Linked DNA regions of Gossypium arboreum: region 2 is linked to region 1. Evidence: chromatin contacts called from public Hi-C data. All regions are on one chromosome and are shown on one strand. The core of a region is the stretch at or near the end of the contact, and the rest is flanking DNA. Distances in the headings are between cores, read along the strand shown. Region 1 holds the start of LOC108473386 (ubiquitin carboxyl-terminal hydrolase 16-like). Region 2 holds the start of LOC108479569.

The links. Hi-C and Micro-C count contacts between places; a contact is called where the count stands out from the background.
Region 2: a contact with region 1 is called in a Hi-C map of leaf, with 2.7 times the contacts expected there. The contact joins the promoter of LOC108479569 here to the promoter of LOC108473386 in region 1. A contact is called at or near these places in 2 of 5 Hi-C or Micro-C datasets (both in leaf).

What each region holds. Positions count from the first base shown.
Region 1 is chr3:119,425,463-119,430,196 of ASM2569848v2, reverse strand. LOC108473386 (ubiquitin carboxyl-terminal hydrolase 16-like) reads right to left here and starts at 2,932. Exons shown (of 12, transcript XM_053025828.1): 1 at 2,499-2,932; 2 at 2,123-2,411; 3 at 1-1,298. The coding sequence starts at 2,406.
Region 2 is chr3:119,694,949-119,699,207 of ASM2569848v2, reverse strand. LOC108479569 reads left to right here and starts at 1,290. Exons shown (of 4, transcript XM_053025832.1): 1 at 1,290-3,117; 2 at 3,226-3,436. The coding sequence starts at 1,395. The coding sequence ends at 2,417.

The DNA.
Region 1 (4,734 bases), core at 1,683-4,182:
AAGAATAACTTGAAAACTGAGATAATTTAGCGAAATTTGCATGAACATCATCAAATTTTCCAGATTTCACACTGGGAACAGCATGCACTCTGTCACTGGATGAATAAGAATCAGATGACTCTGACAAATGAGAAGCATTGCTAATGCTAGGTCCATTAGTGACAACAGTAGAGCCTGATTTTTCAAAATGGGAAGATGACAAGCTACCGACTAGTGGAAAATCTATATTGATAGCTTCTCTGGGATTTATAACATGCTGAATATTGTTAGATCCACATTCACCCTGGTTGGTGCATACAGAATTTGAGGACTTGGAGTTTCCTTCATTCGGAGAATCTAAACCACCATTTTCGGACAAAACTACTCCATCTGAAAGCTTGGAATGCCCCAAAGTAGTAGCACATTGAGTAGCATCATCCAATTTGGCATCTTTCACCTTGGAGACTTGCGGATATGAGGAAGAAGCATTTCCAGCCAAAGTAAATGAAAAATGTAAGGATGATCCAGAATCAAGTGAGGCCATTTTACTGCCTTCTTTATGATAAGAGTTAAATGACTCATTGTCATCAACACTTGTAGATGGAACTGATTCCAAAGTTCTGCCCCAAAAATCAGAAGAAAATCTAGAAGCCTCAGCATTTGAGCCCTCAGACATATCACTAACACCTAATCCTGAAGAACTAGTTGCTCTGCACTGGCTCTCTTCACTTTGATCAGGCTTGCTATGACTTAATTTAGAAATTTCATCCACAGAATCAACCAAACTGACAAATTTAGGGGATGATGGATTGGTTTGATCCACATTGTTGACAACAGAAGTCCAAAACGTGTCAAGATTAACATCAGCAGATGAGGAACCATCCAATTTATCAAGCTCATTTGAACTTACGCTCTCACACACAGAAACATCATCAGATGATTCACTACCAGCTGCAGACGAAAATCCTGAAAATGAAGCACTGGAAGATTCTGGAGCAGAGCTCAGTCCTTCCCTATCAGCATGAAACTCAACCTTTGCATCATCATCCTTCCCATCTAAAACCACAGAAGAGCTAGAGGAACTCAATAATGCAGGTCCTGTGATGGAACTAAACAATGCAGATTCAGTAGAGGATGTTCCAATTAACTTTGCATGTGACTTTTCTTCAATCTCATATCTATCTCCATATTGGTCTTGATTTATCGCCTTCTGACCATAATCGCTCCCTTCATCATGATTTTGGTGTATGGCAATGGCAGGTGGGTGGCATTCTTCCTTGTGACCTTGCCGCCAGTGAATAATTTGACACTTCGCAGAACTAAAACATCCAATTTTTGGTATTAAAAAAAAAAACTGTTAAAAGAACTTCTACAAAATCAATTGTATCATTAGAAAATAATGCTAAACACGGACATAATTTACTATTGTTGTCCCTTCAAATCAGTAAAAGAAATCCTTAGAATTACAACAAAATGATAGGGGGAAAGCTAAAATATTTTCTCTATTCATTAGGTGGATTTTCTTTTGGTTACTTTTCCATCAAATGAACCACATTTTTAATGATTCGCAAATGTAGTTAGTGAACATACAAAACCTCAACTCTTAGATTAAAAAGAACCCCTAAACTGCAGACAAAAAAGGCACAAAGGAAAAGGTTATTTTCAAGAGGAATTGTTTTTCTAATATCCTGTCTTTGTAACCTAGAGATAGGAGGCTCAAACATGTAATTTACAAACCAAAACATTTTCAGAAAATCAGCATAAACATCCACCAAAAAATTGCAGCATTTAAGACCAACTCCAAACTTCCCATCAATGATAGATTGTGGATGTTGGGTTTAAAATTAATTTTCACAAAGTCTTCTAAATTGCTTCGTTGCTCACTACATAAACACTTACACGACTACCGTACATTCACACATGTTAAAGCGTATTTAAACTAGACCCACACTCGCCCTGCGCTACTTGAAGCACTTATCTAATCAAATATTTTTTCGATTACATACTCTTTAAGACAGTATTGTCAGATAAAAGAATCAAATTTATCTCAAATACATTTGAAACAAAATCGCCTAAACAAAAAGAAATCTCAATAATTATAAATAAATTAGAACAATAACACGAAATTAACAAGCTAACGTACCAATATCGAACCCCTTTACAGCGAGCGCACCGCGTGGTAGTAGGACAATAACAAACAGCACACTGGTGATAGTTCCGCGAAATAGAAACCGTACCGTATTCAATAGTCGCTTCAAGCTCGACTCTAGCCGCCTCCTCAGAGGCCAAAATCAAGAGCCTCTTTATCTCCGCTTGCCTTGCTACAGAAAACTGCCATTTCCGCCTTACGAAAAAGCCGATCAAAGGAAGGAGCAGGGAGAGCACGAGCACCAGGCTCGGAAACCCTAAATCCCAAATAAAAAGCATTTATCCTGCAGCCAATACCAATAGGCATCCAAAGTAGTCGGCAAATCCTACTCTCCAAATCTCAGCACTAGACATAGATTCCAACGACGTACCCGTCTTGATCGCTTTCGCGATGGAACAAACTCCGGCCGTCGAACATGCAACCGTAGCCGTTGGTGTGGACTGAAACAAGACGGTTGAAGTGCACCGTGATCTCGAAAAATAGAATAATTTTATATTTTATAAAAAATAAAAATAAAATAAACAAATCTAAAAGGGGGTGGCAGTGGGAGAAGAATGTCGATCTTGCTTGGGTTAGCAAAAAGGTGAAAGTTTAAGCTTCTTGTTGAGCTCGGAGGATTTTCAGACAATAAATTTTTCCCTTTTTTAGATCGAGATTTTTACAGGGAGAAAGGGAAATAAAAGGAAAATAATATTAAAAAGGGACATTAACTTAGCAAAATAAATATTAAAATATGTTATTAAAAAGGGAAAATTGATGGTCGAGGGGGAAAGGAATTTTGTCTTCAGGTATCGAGAAGCGTGAATTCTTTGGCCATCAAATATTCGAACCAGGGTGGGGGCCACGGGTTGAACCGGCTAACTTCCGGTCTTTTTCATTATTTATTAGCGGGGGTTGTTTTTGATTTGGTAATGGATACTGCGTTTGGACGGTCACAGTAATACGAGGAATCGGACGGTAGAGATTTGTTTTTGATTTGGTGGAGGCCGGAATCTGATGATGATGGTTCACTTACCATAATAATTATTCCTTTTCCAGTCTTTGAGTTTTCCCTCCGCTGGAAATAAACCATTCCAGAAGTAATTGCTTTATTTAAACTATTATTATTTTATTTAAATAAAATTATAAATTTATTTAATGAATATGCCCGAATTAACCTTCGCATTTGAATTTCTTCGACTAGAAAATGTTTCCCATGTCTACCGTCACATCATTAATTCATGATCAATTTTCTTTGTTTACATTAATTGAATAGCAAATAAAATGGTGAAAAGTTAATTTATTTGATTCTTTAATTTTTTAAAATTATTTTTATTTATTTTTATTTTAAAATTTATGTCAATTGTGAAATTATTTTAAAATAAATAGAAAAATTAATTTTGTTAATTTTATCGATATGGCATAAATATAGATTACCCTACGAATATCATGTCATCAATTAATTAATTTTTAAAATTTAAAATATTATAAAATTTATTAAAAATATAAGAGTTATTAAAATTATTAAAAAGTATATAGTTTTTAATTTTAAAAATTAATTAATTTACATGCGGACTGTCACATCAACAAAGTTAATGAATGTTATTTTTTTATCCATTTTAATTTAACAAATAATACAAGTTTATGACTTAAAAGAAAAAATTATTAAATGAAAAACTAAAATAATTTTTTTACAAAGTTGAAGGCTTAAAAATCATTATATCTAAAAATTTGCTCTTTAAACTACTTTTACCTTTACATTTTATAAAGAAAATGATACTTTTAAATCAATAATTTTAAATAGTGTAACGATAAAAATAAAGTAATTTTAAATAGTGTAATATATTGATATAAAAATATATATATAGCAATTTTAAATTTTATATAATATAAACTATTAATTGATATTCCAAATTTTATTGCGACTTTTATCTGTACGAAGTTATGATTTTCCTGAATTGGATTACGTTTTCCATAATGTTATTCATAATTATGATAAATAAAACCAAAATTTGATATATTTTATTATTTAAGTCATTTTTGTAATACATGGGTCATAATACATTTGCAAATTTGGTGGTTAGTTTGTTGGAAAATGACATTGTTGTGAAATAGACTGAAATGGAAATCAAATTTATGACAAAAATGACCCATTTTTCTCTAATCACCTTTTTGACTCTGCTCAGTATTGAAGGGGTCTAATTTGTTGCACCTTGTTTTAGTCAGCGAATTAGAATAGTCGGTTTCAAATCCCTACGTATTTACCACAAAAATTTAAAATATGCCCCTATTCGTACATTTAAATTTTAGTTCGTTATATTTTGAGAATTCAATATTTTTATTTTTAGATTTTAAAATTTAGATCTAATTTTACATTATTAAAATTTTTCGATAAAATTCATTAGTGTATCATTTTGAAATAATATAAAAATTCATTTGGTAACCATGTTACAAAAAAAATTAGTGTTGTATTTGATCATAATTTAACATAAATATTTTAACCATCTCAACAATTCGACTTGTATTTTTAAATCTAAAAAGTAGAAGAGTTAAATTATTCAAAATAAAAGCATGAAGATTAAATTTTAAATATACAAAGAGTATAGGAACTTGAGCATATCATTACC
Region 2 (4,259 bases), core at 41-2,540, 270 kb before region 1:
AATTAATGAAAACTTTTTAAGTTTAGTTTAATATTATTTTTTAAAATGTGTTTGGAACCATAAGTATTATTAAACGGATAACTTTTAGAGTTAGAATTATTTTTGAAAAATGTTTTGAACTTAAAAATAAAATTAATTCTTTTTAGATTTTACTTTTACAAAAACATTTTTAAGCCTTATAAAGTGTTTTATATAATATTTGTATTGATTATGTAATTTATTTCCTATTTAAAATTTATTTAAAATATATAATATTATATATCTAAATTTTATTGCATATATTTTAATATTTAAAATATAGTTTATATTTGAATTATAATTTAAAATATATTTAAAATTTATATTTTATATATTAAAATATTAATAACAAATTATAATAAATTATTTTTTATATTTTATTAAAAATTATAATTTTAATTAATTTTAATATTATTTAAATATATATGTATTACTTTGTAACACCATATCTAGAATTAATGTATTTGGTTTGAAAAAAATTAACTACCTAACAAAAGAAATGATATTGTTTTTAAGTACAAAAGTTCAAACTTCGAAGACATAATATACTTCCTTCTTTTGTCTGAAAATCTAGGATGCCCTGGAAAAGACCAAAACACCCACCTTAAACCTCCAACAAACTTTAGACTTTTCGTAATTTAGATAAGTATAAACTATAAAAATATTCACTTTTGTTTGCCTCATATTACATTTTAGTCATTTATGTTATTATTTTGTTACGAAGTAATCACTCTTCTGTTAAGTTCTGTTATCTCCCTAACGGTAATTCTACGCGGCAGTCCAACTAGATATTACTGAATCTGCTAATACATACTTCATCCGGATGAAGTATGCATTAGCAGATTCACTAATATGATTATATATATATATTTACGCATGTATCACATTACAAAAATAAAATTTTAAATACTTATACCTAATAAAACATGTATCTTATTACAATAATAGTAATTTTCCAAATAATTTATTGTTTTATAATTTTATTTCTTATTTAATATTTTAATTTAATTTTAATAATACATACTTTATCCGGATAAAGTATGTATTAGCAGATTTAGTAATATCTAGTTGGACTGCCACGTAGGATTACCGTTAAGGAGATAATAGAACTTAACGGAAGAGTGATCAATTCGTAACAAAATAATAACATAAGTGATTAAAACGTAACATTTCAAATATAAATAACTAAAATATAACATGAGGCAAACAAAAGTAACTATTTTTTAGTTTACCCTTCAAATAAAAGAATAACATTAACTCCGTCCATTTAGTCTTTGATATACCAACATAAAATCTCAAAATAAAGAAAAATTAAAGGCAAAAGTTACCATCGTTTTCTCATCCTCCAAACAGGCCCTGACTTGTCCCACTGGGTAATGGAGGGAAACGGCAGCAGAGCCGATGCCAAACTCCTTCTAGGAATCGCTAAGAAACTTCTCCAAGGCCGTCATTTCAAAGCCTCAAGAGATGTCGCAGTCCTCGCCCAACAAACCGATCCCCTCTTGGAAGGGCCAGATCAGATCCTAGCCGTCATCGACGTCGTTGTCGCCGACGTAAAAAGAATTAACGACCAACACGACTGGTACTCCATCTTACAAATCGATTGCCGTTCCCAAGACAACGATCTTATCGAGAAACAGTATCATCGCCTAACTCTCCTTCTTGATCCCGAGCAAAATAAGTTCCCTTTCGCCGATGATGCGTTTAAGCTCGTATCCGACGCATGGTCTATTTTGTCTAACAGCTCGAAAAAATCGGTTTACGACAAAGAATTTGACTCCTGTACGAGAATTGATTTAAGCACCGCCGGCGATCGTTCGTATCATGCCGGGGAATCAACTGTAAGGGGAGAAGCGCAAAATCAGGAACGCATGCAGAATTTGGAATTGCGAAAGGAGAATCAAAGGCCAAGAATGTCAACATTTTGGACAGCGTGTCCCTACTGTTATATGTTGTTTGAGTATCCTAGGATTTACGAAGGTTGTTGTTTAAGGTGCCAGAATTGCGACAGAGCTTTTCATGGTGTTCTCATTCAGACTTTGCCGCCGTTGATTCCCGAGAAAGAAGCTTATTATTGTACCTGGGCGTTTTTTCCGTTATTGTCCAGTGGTCAGGAGACTGAAGTTGAACCTCCTCCGGGGTTTCCAGATAAGCGGCGAGGGAGTGAAAGAAATGATGGACGGGAGAGTGAAGTTAAAGCTCCTCCAGGGTTTCCAGAAAAGCGGCGAGGGGCTCAAAGAAATGGAGGTACTATGGCCTTGCCACCACCGGCTTCTGCTCCGACGACCACCATGAAGAAGGCTACCGAAAGCATCGATAATGTGGCAGGGATTTCGGGTGGGAATGTGTCCGATTTTGCCCCAAGGAAGAGAGGGAAGCCGAGGATGAATCCTCTCTGAGGTTTCGTAGGTAATGGATTATGGTTTTTTGGGTTTGGTTTATAGGCAACCTAACCATAATGCAGGAGTTCTTGCGGTGGAGACAGCCGATTTTGATGAAGGTTGAAGGAAGGATAATGCTGAGGCTGCAACTCCGATATATATGGGGGAGATTTTGTAGGTATTGTTGTAGTTGTTGATAGCTGTTTTCTTTGTAGATGTTAGATTGCTGTCGTTTACTTGCTAGAACATATGTATGATTATGTAACGATATGATATGTATATATATGCAATGTCTCAGGTCGGCAAGTTCTTTCACCATTGTTTGAGCAATTTTTACTTATTGGCATTTTAACTTCTTGCGAATCGAAATATTGGTTCATTCCATGTTTCATGGCTTAAATTACATAGTTGTTTGATGCATCATTCTGTGATGCACATTACAAATGGCAAATGAAATTTTAATGGTAATAGCATTGCTTGAATAGTCAAGGAGCTTGTTACTTAAAAGAAAACATGTTGAGAAAGATAAACGTTTCTGAATATTTTTTTCTGCAATCCTATAATCTTCTATTGCTTCAAAGTGCAGCCTGCAGCTTTTGAGTTGTATTCTCCCTAAAGCAGTGCGCCTTGAACAAGACTGCCTTGGAGCGACACCCCTGGAGATGCTCTCTCCCAAAGCTGTCCGCCTTCCCTCAATGAATCGTGATCTTCTCCCAGCGTAAGTTTGGTCCGTGTCTATGCTAGGATTAGTTTGGCTCTAGACATGCAAGAATGAACGCATGTGAAGCTCGAATCCCGCATTAGTAACATCACCAATGTGTTCCAGCTTCTTGCAGCAATATGTGAGCAGGGAGCATCAACAATAACCAAACCTTTTTCCATAACACTTCCAGCATGTAAATATATGTGATTGGATCTCCAAAAGTACAGGAGCTTGGCTAAAACTTGTAATCTCTAGTATTGGGGGGAAGAAACGGGGGGAACAAAATGGAAAGCAACATGTGAAGCGAAAATGGGCGCAACATCACCTATGTCGGGTACGTAGCTTTACAGATTCTGAACCATGTCGTTAAAGCCGCTAAACAATAATTAACACAACTTTGAAAAGAAAAATCAAAGGGGCTCACATTAATCTTCAACTTTGATTACATTCATGTCTTACTCGATTTTAGTTACTGAAATTAGTTAATTAACAATTTTCTTGCTTTTAAATATATTCCTTTGCCTCATATGCTAAAGTTATAATCCCATGCTGTGGACTAAAGCCTTTGCTATAAAATTTCATTTCACAATCCTTAATTTATAATGTACTTCATCTCCTATTATATATATATAATTAATATTAGGTACATCTATACAAGATCAATGATTCTCAAAAGAAAGGAAGAAAAAATAAGACACATGTCACTCTAGATATGCTAGTCCCAAAAGTTGGCACTTTCTTTTGTGATTAAATTTTTATTTCTATAGTTAGATTGGGAAGAGGGGAAAGATAAGAATATGATTTCTTTGTTTTGTTTAATGTTACCATGAGCTTTCGATTTTTTTAATAATTAAGTCTCTCTAAACATTTTGCATCCAATTGAGTTTTAAACTAATAAAAATGATCAAATAGACCCTTTGATTGACATTGACCATTAGTGTTTAACGACATGACGTGACCATTAATAATGGCACATTTTCATTGATTGATGATGTGATAATGTCACATTATCATCAATTGCTATGTCAATAAAAAAATTAAAATTATTTTAATTTTTTAAAATAAGTGCATAATAAATCTGAACAAATGGTTGATTAGGTTCATTTGAATATAGAAAATTTGTAAAAATAATTTATCAAAACCACAAAAAATAATTA